Regions from separate parts of the Mus musculus genome. Here region 1 is linked to region 2. A link is a contact called in public promoter capture Hi-C data. All regions are on one chromosome and are shown on one strand. The core of a region is the stretch at or near the end of the contact, and the rest is flanking DNA. Distances in the headings are between cores, read along the strand shown. Region 1 holds the start of Gpx1 (glutathione peroxidase 1). Region 2 holds the start of 4930447F24Rik (RIKEN cDNA 4930447F24 gene).

Region 1 (7,374 bases), core at 4,006-6,505, 210 kb after region 2:
AAACAAGTGTTTTTCCAAGCATATCAACTCCTCTCAAGCATCCATAGAAAGACTTAAGAGGGCTGAATAGATGGCTCAGCGGTTAAGAGCGCTGACTGCTCTTCAGAAGGTCGTGAGTTCAAATCCCAGCAACCACATGATGGCTCACAACCATCCATAATGAGATCCGATGCCCTCTTCTGGGATGTCTGAAGACAGCTACAGTGTACTTACATGTAATAAATAAATTTAAAAAAAGAAAGAGAGACAGACAGACAGACAGACAGACTGACTTAAGAGAGCCAGGTGTTAGTAACACAGGACTGGAGCTAGGTGTAGACACTTTTGAGTTCAGGCTATCCTGAAGTGAGGATTAAGACCTCACCCCCAAAAGCACACCAGGGAACTGTAGTGGGCATGCTCCTGATCTTAGCCAGCTCTTGGGAAGTCAGGAGGAGCTGCAGTTTGAGACAAGCCTAGACCTTGAGACTGTTTCTCTTTTACACAAAGCAAGAGGTTTTGTAAGCTTTGGGCAAGAGATTATCCTGTGGAACCAAGAACAAGATAAAGAATGTAACCTTGGGGCGACTATAACCTTTCTACCACCAATGACAGGCATGGCCGGTGGTGAGCATTCTCTCAGTGGAACAGAATCTAGAGCTCTTCCCACCCTTGAGAAGTTCAACAATACTTGATGGGACAGAGAGAGGCTGGTGACCTTCAGTGCTTGTAGAGTGGAAGTTAGATTTTGCCTTCTCTTCTCTTCTCTCTTTAAAAACAAACAAACAAAAACCCTGGCTGTCCTAGAACTTTCTCTGTTAACCAGACTGGCCTTAAACTTAGAGATCTGCCTGCTTCTGCCTCCCAAGTGCTGAGACTAGAAGTGTACTCTACCACTGGCATTGTGCATTTTTTTTGTGATTTTGAAATCAATGCACTTGTTTTCATTTTATAGGGCCCCAAATGTTTCTTTGTTTTAAACAGGGTGGGTGTGGGTGTGCGCACGCGTGCGCACATGCCACGGTGCACATGAATGTCAGAAGACACCAAGCAGGAGACCACTCTTCCTCTACCACATGGGTCCCAGGGCTCAGTCCTCAGGCTCAGATTCAAGCACCTTTTATCTGCTGAGCTGTTCTGCTTGTCTCCAATGTGCTTTTTGAAATAAGAGTGGAAAAGGAAATGCCTTTAGTTCTTCAAAGTGGGATTAAAATGTATCCTCAAATTTTGTGCATTTTGTCTTTCAGAAAACATCCCAGAAAAATGGACTCCAGAAGTCAAGCATTTCTGTCCAAATGTGCCCATCATCCTGGTTGGGAACAAGAAGGACCTTCGGAATGACGAGCACACGAGACGGGAGTTGGCCAAAATGAAGCAGGTGTGTTGTGGGGGCAGGAAGAGCGAGAGTTTACATACATACACATAAGGTTAGACAGCCTTGGCTCTCCTGAAATATCAGGTGCTCTGATGTTGGGGCTTCTCCTGTAAAGGAGAAGTTAAAGTCTTTAACATAAATTCAAAAAGAAATAAAAATTAAAAAAAGAAAGAAAGAAATTCAGGTTTCCCGTACTCAGTGTCCAGGACAGACACTGTTGGCATTCACAGATTTAGTCCCCTGTAAAGCTAGGTACAGGCAGGCAGTCCTCTACCTGACCTGTTGCTCCCTTGTCTCTTGCACTGCACTCAGTAAGCTATGGACTGGGAGTCCAGTTCAGTTGCTTGCCTAGCACCAGGGAGGGAGGGAGGGAGGATGAATGGATGGGTGGATAATATATATCAGCACCATCATAGCAAAAAAGGCTGCCTCTGGATTCCTTGCTTAATCTTCCAGAGTTTGTCTGACCTCTTCTCTCTGCGTGCAAAAGGGGCACAAGTTTAATAGACACAGTAGTTCTAGGGTATTCATTATAAGTTTGAGATGCACTATTCTCAATTGTGGGCCAAGTATGGGTTGCTATAAGTCTTTTTTTTTTTTTTTTCTGGTTTTTTAAGACAGGGTTTTTCTGTGTAGTCCTAGCTGTCCTGGAACTCACTTTGTAGACCAGGCTGGCCTCGAACTCAGAAATGTGCCTGCCTCTGCCTCCCGAGTGCTGAGATTAAAGGCGTGTGCCACCACCGCCTGGTTGGTATAAAGTCTCTTAAACCAGGAGTAGTGGCACTATCTGTAGTCTCAGCTGATGCTCTGCATAAGAGTCATGTTGGGACTGGTGAAATGGCTCAGTGGTTAAGAGCACTGACTGCTCTTCCGAAGGTCCTGAGTTCAAATCCCAGCAACCACATGGTGGCTCACAACCATCTGTAATGAGATCTGACACCCTCTTCTGGTGTGTCTGAAGACAGCTACAGTGTACTTACATATAATAATAAATACATTAAAAACAAAAAAAGAACCGGAAAAAAAAAGCAATGTATTTAAAAAAAAAAAAAGTCATGCTGACTGTGGTAGCATGTGCCTTTAATCCCAGCACTCTTGAGTTCCAGGCCAGCCTGGTTTATAGAGGAAGTTCCAGGATAGTGAGGGCTACACAGAGAAACTCTGTTTAGCAAAACAAAACAGGGCTGGAGAAATGGCTCAGTGGTTAAGAGCACGGTCTGCTCTTCCAGAGGTCCTGAGTTCAAATCCGGGCAATCACATGGTGGCTTAGAGCATTGGTAATGGGATCTGATGCCTTCTTATGATTTGTCTGAAGATGGCTACAGTGTATATGTATAAATAAAATAAATCTTTTTTAAAAAAGAAAGAAAAAGAAAACAGAAAAGGACAAGAATTAGCTGAAAACACTTTTTTCTCTTTTCTTGTTTTCTTTTCTCTTCTTTTTTTTTTTTTCTTTTCTTTTCAACTAGGAGCCGGTAAAACCTGAAGAAGGCAGAGATATGGCAAACAGGATTGGCGCTTTTGGGTACATGGAGTGTTCAGCAAAGACCAAAGATGGAGTGAGAGAGGTTTTTGAGATGGCCACGAGAGCTGCTCTGCAAGCTAGACGTGGGAAGAAAAAGTCTGGGTGCCTCATCTTGTGAAGCCTTGTGAACGCAGCCTCATGCGGTTAATTTGAAGTGCTGTTTATTAATCTTAGTGTATGATTACTGGCCTTTTCATTTATCTATAATTTACCTAAGATTACAAATCAGAAGTCATCTTGCTACCAGTATTTAGAAGCCAACCACGATTATTAATAATGTCCAACCTGTCTGACCAGCCAGGGTCCTTCTGACACTGCTCTAACAGCCCTCTCTGCACTCCACCTGACACCAGGCGCTAATTCAAAGAATTTCTTAACTTCTTGCTTCTTTCTAGAAAGAGAAACAGTTGGTAACTTTTGTGAATTAGGCTGTAACTACTTTATAACTAACATGTCCTGCCTACTTTCTGTCAACTGCAAGAACTCTGGTGAGTCACTACTTCAGAGCTTTCCTTGTTAACAGACTCCATTGCCAGAGCTCTGGGGTGGGTATTCAGTTTTTTGAAATCTTGCTCAGCCAGAAAGGCCCAAGTCCACGCAGCTGTTGCAGAGTTACAGTTCTGTGGTCTCATGTTAGTTACCTTATAGTTACTGTGTAATTAGTGCCACTTAATGTATGTTACCAAAAAATAAATATATCTACCCCAGACTAGATGTAGTATTTTTTGTATAATTGGATTTCCTAATACTGATATTTGTCATTCCCACAGAAAGTGTATTGCTTCTTTTCTTTTTCTTTCTTTCTTTCTTTTTTTCTTTTTTTTTTTTTTTTTTAAGAAAGTGTATTTGGAAATAAAGTCAGATGGAAGAATTCATTTTTAAAATTCCCATTTTGTCACTTTCTCTGATAAAATATGGCCATATCCCTTATTCAGCCCTATATATCATTCTAGTACCCCTTTCCAGACTGGACTAAGTAGGAATTTGGTTTCCCGCCTGAGGCAGTTATACTTTGGAGGTGGCATAGCCTTTCTCACCTGGACTGCAGGGTCTGGCTCTAAGTCACAGTGCTCCTTTCTCCACACTGTATCCAAGTTGCCTCCCAGAGGAGCCACCAGTTCTTATGGGTGGCAGTGGGTGGGGGTGGGGGGGTCTCTTCTCTCCAGCTGACTAAACATTTTTCTGTACCAGTTAATTTTTCCAACTAATAGAATAAAGGCAGTTTTCTAAATTTCCTGTATTCTCTTGTGTGTTGCTTTCGCCGGAAAGACTCCCCTGGAGAGGCTTCTTGAATGGCACCAGCTCCTCCTACTCCCTCCCTCTTCTAGACTAACCTTTTGTCTCCTCCCAAGAACATGGAAGTGGTTTCCCTGTGACACGTTCAAATCTAAAAAGTGGAGTGGAAGCCGGGTGTGGTGGCGCAGGCCTTTCATCCCAGCACTCGGGAGGCAGAGGCAGGTGGATTTCTGAGTTCGAGGCCAGCCTGGTCTACAATGTGAGTTCCAGGACAGCCAGGGATATACAGAGAAACCCTGTCTAAAAAAGACAAAAAAAAAAAAAAAAAAAAAAAGTGGAGTGGAATGTCATAGAGGGGACATGAGGGGCTGGGTTTTCTGGACTAAGACCAAACTGCACTGGGGGCAGGAATCTAGGACCACTAGAAGCACGTGTTCTGAGAGGAGCTAGGTTAGAGTCTGGAGCAGGGAGTCCTGCACTGCTGTCCACCCTTACAAAAACAACCAAAAGAAATTGCCTTTGATAGCGCTGTTAGTGCTACTAAAAAAAAGTCAGGCATGGGTGGTACAAGCCTTTAGTACCAGCACTCGGGATGAAAGCAAAGAGACAGGTAAATCTCTTGAGTTCTAGGCCTGCCTGGGCTACTGAACAAGCCTTAGTACAGCCAAGACTGCATACAGAAACACTGATGAGATGGAGACACCCCCCAAGACAAAACAAAACGAAAACATGCACTTGGAGTTCCAGGCGAGCCAGGGCTCTGTAGAGACCTTGTCTCAGAAACAAAACACTGGCCACCTGATGCGACGCAGCTCCTCTTGAGTTCAATTCCCAAATTATCACCGAGTGGAAGGAGAGAACCAACTCTGACCTCAACATGCATGCTCCTTCGATTTAATTAAACAATAAGTGTAATTAAACTTATGTTTTTAAAACCCTATAACCTTATGACTAGAAACGTGTGGGTAAAGTTACACAATATAAGGGAGCTGTGCGTGAGCTGCTTTAGCCGTTGTTATTGCCAGAGGCCATCTTCCTAGGCGGGACTCTAGACTAATTAAGAAACGGTTGAGTAAGACAGAGCTGGAAGATCCCCGCCTAAGCAAGCAGCTTCCTTCCAGACTAGTGCTACAGGAGCTAGACCAGACCCGCCCTAGGCACCTCCAGGCGCTTTAGCCCGGCCGCACCCTCTTCCCTGTTCCTCGATGGGGGGAGGGTAGAGGCCGGATAAGGCGGGACCCTGAGACTTAGAGCTGGCTGCCAGCCGGAAAGAAAGCGATGCCACGTGATCTCAGCACCATCCAGTTAAAAGGAGGTGCAGGGCCCTGTGAGCGCTAGTACGGATTCCACGTTTGAGTCCCAACATCTCCAGTATGTGTGCTGCTCGGCTCTCCGCGGCGGCACAGTCCACCGTGTATGCCTTCTCCGCGCGCCCGCTGACGGGCGGGGAGCCTGTGAGCCTGGGCTCCCTGCGGGGCAAGGTGCTGCTCATTGAGAATGTCGCGTCTCTCTGAGGCACCACGATCCGGGACTACACCGAGATGAACGATCTGCAGAAGCGTCTGGGACCTCGTGGACTGGTGGTGCTCGGTTTCCCGTGCAATCAGTTCGGACACCAGGTATATGGGGCGAGATGGGTGGCCTTGGGCTCTAGGCTCCCACGGGCGGGACACCGCTTACTTTCTCCTCTGGTACTACAGCTGGAATGCAGGCCTATCCTCGGTTATACAAGGAGGGCAACTTCCTGGTGACTCATCGGGAAACCTCTGTTTTGCAGTTAAAAAGCACATTCTTTCCGAAATCCTAGCACATAAATAAATGCCTTTGTCTTCCCTAGGAGAATGGCAAGAATGAAGAGATTCTGAATTCCCTCAAGTACGTCCGACCTGGTGGCGGGTTCGAGCCCAATTTTACATTGTTTGAGAAGTGCGAAGTGAATGGTGAGAAGGCTCACCCGCTCTTTACCTTCCTGCGGAATGCCTTGCCAACACCCAGTGACGACCCCACTGCGCTCATGACCGACCCCAAGTACATCATTTGGTCTCCGGTGTGCCGCAACGACATTGCCTGGAACTTTGAGAAGTTCCTGGTGGGCCCCGACGGTGTTCCCGTGCGCAGGTACAGCCGCCGCTTTCGTACCATCGACATCGAACCTGACATAGAAACCCTGCTGTCCCAGCAGTCTGGCAACTCCTAAGGCGGCCCTGGCATTGGCTTGGTGATTACTGGCTGCACTCTGGGGGGCGGTTCTTCCATGATGGTGTTTCCTCTAAATTTGCACGGAGAAACACCTGATTTCCAGGAAAATCCCCTCAGATGGGCGCTGGTCCCATCCATTCCCGATGCCTTTCCACCTAATGAAAGGTGGTTTCACTACTAAGAATAAAGTGCTGAATATCAGAATTGTTTGTGTGTCCTGTGTCATTGTCACCTTTTGGATAGCCTCATAGTCAGGGATAAGGAACTCAATCCCAGAGCCTAAACGTCCCTTTCCCCGCCCCTTATGCTTTTCTTTCTCCCTGTCCCAGGACATGGTTAAGGTCAGTCTTGAGTCGCCGTTACAGCAGAGGCCATACTCCAGAAGGAGGAAGCCAGTAGACAAGGGCAGACTGCCTAACGGTTAAGGCCACCCTAACCCCAAACGTGAACTTCTCCTTTCTGAGTTTTTGGTGGATGAGGAAGTGACTGTGTGCCCCTGTTCACACAAGACTCTAGAAATCTAGATCTTTGCCCACAGAAGTCTGTTTTGCACAGCTGCAACAGCCTTGCACAGTGTTACCAGCTTCTCTTTGCTGCATGAACCCACACTGCTACTCAGTGCCTTAATTTATGCTGGGTGTTGTGAGATTCCGACGGAAAAGGTGGAAGGCAGGTGTAGAGTGTGTGGCAGGAGGGGTGGGGGGTGTGTGTCCTGAGACCAGCCTGGGCCTACTTGAGGCAGAAAAAATGATTGTCAAACCTTGCAAGTTTACACATTTGGGCCTAGAATAGGACATATCTTAAAACATACATATCTTAAAGGCCAACAGCTACTGCTTGGGCCCCACCCTTTAAATATCTCAAGACACACCTGGAGCTGTTTCTTATCATAACCTCCCAGACACTCTGCAGTAACTAGGTTCAGTTGTTTTCTTAGGAACATGAATCCAGAGACTTGTGGGTAGTATGAAGCAATCTAGAGTGGTCTACAGGCTATTGCCATCCTGGTATGTGTGCCTAATTGGTGACTTTAAGGGCCTCTTACTCCTGAACCAACTCA
Region 2 (7,060 bases), core at 3,844-6,343:
CTCCCAGGGGTTTGCTGGGAAAGGCCTGTCCTAGCCTCTTCTCCTTTCTCCAAGGTCCCTACCATGACAGAGATGACAGCTGTGCACCCCACCCACCTGTCCACCAGGGTACACAGGTACAATGCTGTGGGAGACACTCTGGCCTCAAGACCAGTGGCAACTGCAGCCTTCCTTAGCTGCATATCGTGACTCCTCATCAGGAAGCTGAGCCCAGGAGACGCCTGTGACTCTTAGGTACCCTCTAAGCTGTCCACCAGAATTAGAAGGACTAATTCTTCTGCTAGCATGACAAGAAAGCCCTTAGGGTCCTGCTGTCCTGACCAGACACTTGCCCAAGAGATGTGCACATCGCCTGCCTCACGCTCTTAGAGCCAAAAGCAGAGCTGGAGGTGCCTTCCTGGGCTGCCGTGAGGTGGATGACATCAACTTTCATCAACCTGACACTTCCTTCCAGCAGGGAAGCCCGCCCCACCATCTCAGAAGGTTGGCAGGCTCTTCCACGAACTCCCCAAGCCCCAGCCCAGTGTTGACTGAAGACGATAAAGAGGAAGAAGGCTCAGAGTGGTACGCAGGGTCAAGGTAGTTTGGGAGTGTGGCAGCAGAGGCTGCAGGCATGTATGTGACTTTCCACAGCTTGCCCACTCCACCAGGAGCATGCTGGGATCTGCAGAGGCATGGCTCCATGTGCTCCCTGGCTCCAAGAGGGCTTCATCTGGAAGAAGAGTCTCCCATCTGTTCCTTTATTCAAACTGTTCAGTGTGCAGAGTAACTAAGTAGCCTCCCAAGACCAGGCAGCAGGTTCTGTGGACCCTGAGTTGAATGAGAAGGTTCCGAGTGATCTGTTTGCAGCAGCCACTCCCGGCTGCTCCTTTACTGGTTCCTGGGGGCAGCAAGGGAAGGAGACATCTTCCCTGAGAAGAGCTTTAACACGATCACTCCTGACAAGGACCTCAGTGACCCATGACCTACCAGCGTCTATCAGTCTCAGGTAGGGTCCAGGCGTATTTGACACACCTGGCCTCACAGGGTGCTCCCAGGGAAAAAGGCTGCCAGAAAGCTCTAAGGGCCCCAGATGAAGCAGGTTCTCTGGCCACTTCCCTCCGCTAGGCTCTGTAGCAGAGAACAGGGCTTCAGATCTCCATCACTTAGCTCACCTTCCTGTGGAGAGCCACCTGCCTCCGAGCCCTTGCTGGAGAGTAGCATTCAGTGCTGGATCACTCGGCACTGACATCATGCCTCGTACTGAATTTGTGCTTTCCATTTTAAACATCACAGAAGTGGCTTATAAATGTGACTCCCCTGCTGCTACCAAAGCCAGAGGTCCCTGGGATGACCCCATGCCAGTAGGACTCCAGGCCTTTCTGGGCTGTGAGTCACTGGTCAGGTCTCATTAGGAGGGACAGCACTCCCATAACCCCTGTGATCAAGGAGAGGCCAGTGTCTGAGCTGGCCTAGACATTCACATAGCAATGGCGACCACCTGCCTCATCCAACACCCTCTGCTGCCCATCCACCATTCTTTGTGCTTCGCCAGTCTGCTGTGATCTCAGCCTATACAGAGGGTACCTCAGAACACAACGGGGAAGAACATATGACCCAGTCAGACATGACCCGCAGAAGGGGCCTGTGCCAACCCAGAGATCTGAGGAGGGTTCCAGGAGTGTGCCCCAAATCTCAGGGTCTGTCTGTGATGGTGGAGAATGGAGTCATTGCCTGAGGCTGGAAGGTCTCACTAGCCTAGAACTCTGAGAAGGCTCTGAAAGTCTCCCTTCCCACCCTAGCTGATCTTAGGTCTCTTCCCTCTCTCCACGCACTCCTCTCAGTCCCAGAGAGGCTGCACTGCTTGAACTTGCCTAAGCTTCTCTTTTGTAAATCCCCAGGAGCGTTGGAGTTCATCTCCTGGCTCCAGTCTCTCCTCTTGAATTTTGTTGGTTTCCAGGTGTCGTCATCTTGGCCCTTCCTTATCGTAAGTCCTTGCCTCCTGCCCCCCAGACACCACTGACCTGACTTTCACTGTTACCGCAGAAGATCCACAGTCCCCATGGGCTTGACCCAGCTCTCCAAAGCTCACTGAATGGTACACTTAAACTCTGTAAATGTCATCATATGTAGATTTTACCTAAAATAACCTACAGTAAATACTGAATCCTACTTAACGGTGATACGCCTGCTGCAGTGGTCGGTGTGAAGTCCACTGTATCTGCACCACACTTTGAAAACCAACAAAGAAATTAGATGAATGGACAGATGACCAGACAGAGGGATGGACAGGAAGACAGAAGGACAGAGATATGATAAAGTTATGAGAAAACCATGCACGGTGGTGTATGTCTTTAATCCCAGCACTGGGAGGCAGAGGTAGGCAGATATCAGCCTGGTCTACAGAGTGGTTCCAGGACAGTCAGGACTACATAGTGAGATCCTGACTCAAATAGCCAAAAAGCCAAGCCAAGCCAAGCCAAGCCAAACCAAACCAAACCAAACCAAACCAAACCAAACCAAACCAAACCAGACAAAACCAACAAAACAACCTCCCACCCCCCCAACAAAACCCCAGGAGAGTCACAGGCTAATTAAAGATTCAGGTAACAGATCTGAGAGTTTTCCTTATACAATTCTTTCAACTTTCCTGTGGGTTTATATTTTCCCATGATGCAGTATTGAGAAGGACACGCTACTGTCACAGAGCTGAGCTCCTCCACTGCTCTCCTAGTGTCTTTTAGTTGGATTGTAGGGTTTGCTTGTATATTCTGGATATATCAACTACTTACTAGGTATAAGTCTGGCAATTATTTTCTCTCAAACATCTTTTCCTTTTTTTTTTTTTTAAAGATTTATTTATTTATTATATGTAAAGTACATTGTAGCTGTCTTCAGACACTCCAGAAGAGGGCATCAGATCTCGTTACAGATGGTTGTGAGCCGCCATGTGGTTGCTGGGAATTGAAATCAGGACCTTCGGAAGAGCAGTCTTAACCACTGACCCATCTCTCCAGCCTTCTCTCAAACATCTTAAATTTTCATCCAGTCTGATCTGTCTTTCTCTCTATTGACTGTGCCTTTGGTGTCTAAGATAAGAAACCACAGGCAAGTCCAAAGTTGGAAGGGCTTGTCCTGTATTTCTTCTTAAGAGCTTTCCAGCGTCACCTTGTATATGTAAGTGTCTCGCTCACTCTGGGTTAAGGGTTATGTATGGCTGCTGTAAGGGTCCAGCTTTATTCTACTGCTTGTGGAGACCCAACCTTCCCAGCATCATTTGGCTTTCTCCATTCAAAGTTCTTGTACTTCTTGACAAAGATCATTTTATCTTGAGCTTGGAGTGTAACTAATTAGCAAAATACTTAGTATCTACTACCTAGGCCCTGGGTTGAATCCCAGAAACACACACACACACACACACACACACACACACACACACACACAGAGAGACAGAGGCAGACAGACAGACAGACATAATAATCATGTAAATGTATATGTGAAATTTGGGAGATTTGGGGGTTTTGTTGTTGTTCTGATTTTGTTTTTTCTTTTCCTTTCTTTCTTTCCTTTCCTTTCCTTTTCTCTTTTTACATAGGGTTTCTCTCTGTGGTAGCGCTGGCTGTCCTGGCACTAACTTTGTAGACCAGGCTGGTCTTGAACTGAGAAATCTGCTTGCCTCTGCCTGGAGACTGGTGGGATTAAAGATGAGCATCCTGTGCCTAGCTTGATTTTGTGTTTATTTACCTTTTTGAGTCAGGATCTCACTTTTTCTTGTTTGAAATTTTTTTTATTTACTCTTATGTGTGTGTGCACATGCACAGTACTTGTGGAGAGCAGAAGAGGGCATCGAATCTCCAGGAGCTGGAGTTACAGGCAGCTATGCCACCCGATCCCAGTACTGAGAACTGAACCCTGGTCCTCTGGAAGAGCAGCAAGTGCTCTTAACCACAAAGCCATCACTCCAGTCCCCTCCAACTTGGTTGTGTGTGTGTGTGGTTTTTTTTTTTTTTTTTTTTTTTTTTTTTTTTTTTTTTTTTTGGCAAGTTTGCTCTGACTACTTGAGGGTCTGTGTGTGCCTGTGTGGGCATGTATCACAGCTTTTGCAAGAACCAGTTTTCTTCTACCCTGTAGGTCCTGGGAGTTGAACTCGGTCCATCAGGTTTGGCAGCAAGTAACTTTACCCACTGAGCCATCTCATCCCCCCTTTTCTTGGCCGTCTTTACTCCACTGTCTCTGTCCTGTTTCACTTGGCTTTACATATAACAATATACGATTTAGGGCTGGTGAGATGGCTCAGTGGGTAAGAGCACCCGACTGCTCTTCCGAAGGTCGGAAGTTCAAATCCCAGCAACCACATGGTGGCTCACAACCACCCGTAATGAGATCCGATGCCCTCTTCTGGTGCGTCTGAAGACAGCTACAGTGTACTTTACATATAATAAATAAATAAATAAATAAATCTTTAAAAAAAAACAATATATGATTTAGTGGTGAGCTGCATTGTTCTGCTCTGGATCCTTCCCATTCCTGTTTGGTTGATGCCTAGGCTCTTCAGTGCCAGCACTCCATGCCTGATGGCCTCAGCCACAAAACAGCCCATGCAACAGCACTCTTGTCTCTCCCGTGTCTCTGCTCTCCATCCTACAGATACAGTTAAGGTCGGCCCTGTCTCCAGAAAACAGGCAGCCTGGGGCCGCGTTCTAACACCAGGGCTGGCTGCCTAAGAGCTCCTAGAAGCTTGGAGGACTTTCCCCTGTTGACTGAATGGTTTTGCTGTTGCTGTTATTTTTTAATCAGGGGGGCTTCTATAAGGCAAATGGCCTAAGGACTAGGCACATGGTGGCTAAGATCCCTTTCCTGCCCCAGCCTGCCTGGAGGTCCACTTCCACTTTATTTAGGGTTAGAGGGAAGCACTGTAGTCATCTCCTCCTGGAGGAGGCCTCATCCCATGCCTTTAGGACACCTGTGCCTCATTTGAATCTGGCCCAAACAGCAGTGTGGCCTGGATGGGGCAGAGGAAAGGGGACAGGCTGCTGGCTAGGGCTGAGGACTCTGTGCTGCTCATAGCTCCACCCCCAGGCCATCTGGTGTCCTGGCCTTTGCTGGAAGCAGTGGGATGCAGACATTAAAGGGAGAGGCTTAGACCATTACATTGGCTCCCTTCCTTCTTTGCACAACCCACCTTCGGTAAGCATCCAAGCCCAGGGCTTGTCATGAGGTTAAGGATGGGGGCAGTAAGTTAGACCTGCCTGCCTGCCTCTGCCTCTGCCTCTGCCTCTGCCTCTCTGCCTCTGCCTCTCTGCCTCTGCCTCTCTGCCTCTGCCTCTGCCTCTGCCTCTGCCTCTGCCTCTGCCTCTGCCTCTGCCTCTGCCTCTCTGCCTCTCTGCCTCTCTGCCTCTCTGCCTCTCTGCCTCTCTGCCTCTCTGCCTCTCTGCCTCTCTGCCTCTCTGCCTCTCTGCCTCTCTGCCTCTCTGCCTCTCTGCCTCTCTGCCTCTCTGCCTCTCTGCCTCTCTGCCTCTCTGCCTCTCTGCCTCTCTGCCTCTCTGCCTCTCTGCCTCTCTGCCTCTCTGCCTCTCTGCCTCTCTCTCTGCCTCTCTGCCTCTCTCTCTGCCTCTCCTGCCTCTCTGCCTCTCTGCCTCTCTGCCTCTCTCTCTGCCTCTCTGCCTCTCTGCCTCTCTCTCTGCCTCTCTGCCTCTCTCTCTGCCTCTCTGCCTCTCTCTCTGCCTCTCTGCCTCTCTCTCTGCCTCTCTGCCTCTCTCTCTGCCTCTCTGCCTCTCTCTCTGCCTCTCTGCCTCTCTCTCTGCCTCTCTGCCTCTCTCTCTGCCTCTCTGCCTCTCTCTCTGCCTCTCTGCCTCTCTGCCTCTCTCCCTCTCTGCCTCTCTCCCTCTCTGCCTCTCTCCCTCTCTGCCTCTCTCCCTCTCTGCCTCCCTCTCTGCCTCTCTGCCTCTCTGCCTCTCTGCCTCTCTGCCTCTCTGCCTCTCTGCCTCTCTGCCTCTCTGCCTCTCTGCCTCTCTGCCTCTCTGCCTCTCTGCCTCTCTGCCTCTCTGCCTCTCTGCCTCTCTGCCTCTCTCTCTGCCTCTCTGCCTCTCTCTCTGCCTCTCTCTCTGCCTCTCTCTCTGCCTCTCTCTCTGCCTCTCTCTCTGCCTCTCTCTCTGCCTCTCTGCCTCTCTGCCTCTCTGCCTCTCTGCCTCTCTGCCTCTCTGCCTCTCTGCCTCTCTGCCTCTCTGCCTCTCTGCCTCTCTGCCTCTCTGCCTCTCTGCCTCTGCCTCTGCCTCTGCCTCAGCAACGGCTAAGCCTGGAGTAGATAAGGTCCTGACCATACTCTTTCCTCTAGTGTTTTATTTACATTTTCAAACAGTTTTCTTTGTTTACTCTGTGTGTGTGTGTGTCTGTGTGTATGTGTGTCTGTCTATGTGTCTGTGTGTGTGTGTGTGTGTGTGTGTGTGTGTATGCATGTGTCTGTGTGTATGTGTATATGTGTGTGTCTGTCTATGTGTGTCTGTATGTGTCTGTGTGTGTCTTTATGTGTGTCTGTGTGTCTGTCTGTGTCTGTGTGTTTGTCTGTCTCTCTGTGTGTATGTGTGTGTGTATGTATGTGTGTCTGTATGTGTATCTGTCTGTGTGTCTGTCTGTGTGTCTGTCTGTATGTCTGTGTCTGTATTTGTGTCTGTCTGTGTGTGTTTGTGTGTGTCTGTGTGTGTTTATGTGTGTTTATGTGTGTCTATGTGTGTGTCTGTCTCTGTGGTGTCTTTGTGTGTGTGTTGTCATGGCTTGTGTTTGGAGATCAAAGAACAATTTCTGCCCTTCCTCCATGCAGCTCCTGGGGGCTGAACTCAAGTTGTCAGGCTTGGCATCAAGTGGCTTTACCTGCTGAGCCATCTCATCAGCCTGGTAATTTTCTCAAGTGGAGTTTGAAGTGAATCTATCTCTGGGCCAGCCAGGGTAAAACAGAGAAACCCTGTCTGGGTTTGGGCTAGCAGCCCTCACACCCCTGGTAGGAGAAGAACAGAGGAGGAGGAAGAGGAGGAGAAGGAGGAGAAGAAGGAGGAGGAGGAGAAGAAGGAAAAGGAGAAGGAGAAGG

What was found. Promoter capture Hi-C pulls out the DNA fragments that hold promoters and counts their contacts.
Region 1: a promoter capture Hi-C map of embryonic stem cells shows a contact between it and region 2, with 3 times the contacts expected there. The contact joins the promoter of Gpx1 here to the promoter of 4930447F24Rik in region 2. A contact is called at or near these places in 10 of 39 promoter capture datasets (the 3T3-L1 cell line, cranial neural crest, embryonic stem cells and 6 more), 1 of 484 Hi-C or Micro-C datasets (the G1E-ER4 cell line), 5 of 115 datasets of contacts at active chromatin or transcription factors (bone marrow-derived dendritic cells, fetal liver, memory CD8 T cells and 2 more) and 1 of 9 other capture datasets (adipose tissue).

The regions. Positions count from the first base shown.
Region 1 is chr9:108,333,825-108,341,198 of GRCm38.p6, forward strand. It overlaps Gpx1 (glutathione peroxidase 1), which reads left to right and starts at 5,256. Exons shown (of 2, transcript NM_008160.6): 1 at 5,256-5,734; 2 at 5,953-6,518. The coding sequence starts at 5,489. The coding sequence ends at 6,312. It overlaps Rhoa (ras homolog family member A), which reads left to right. Exons shown (of 6, transcript NM_016802.5): 5 at 1,227-1,357; 6 at 2,824-4,119. The coding sequence ends at 2,997.
Region 2 is chr9:108,128,625-108,135,684 of GRCm38.p6, forward strand. 4930447F24Rik (RIKEN cDNA 4930447F24 gene) reads left to right here and starts at 5,094. Exons shown (of 3, transcript NR_126078.1): 1 at 5,094-5,166. The region is part of intron 2 of Bsn (bassoon); the gene reads right to left.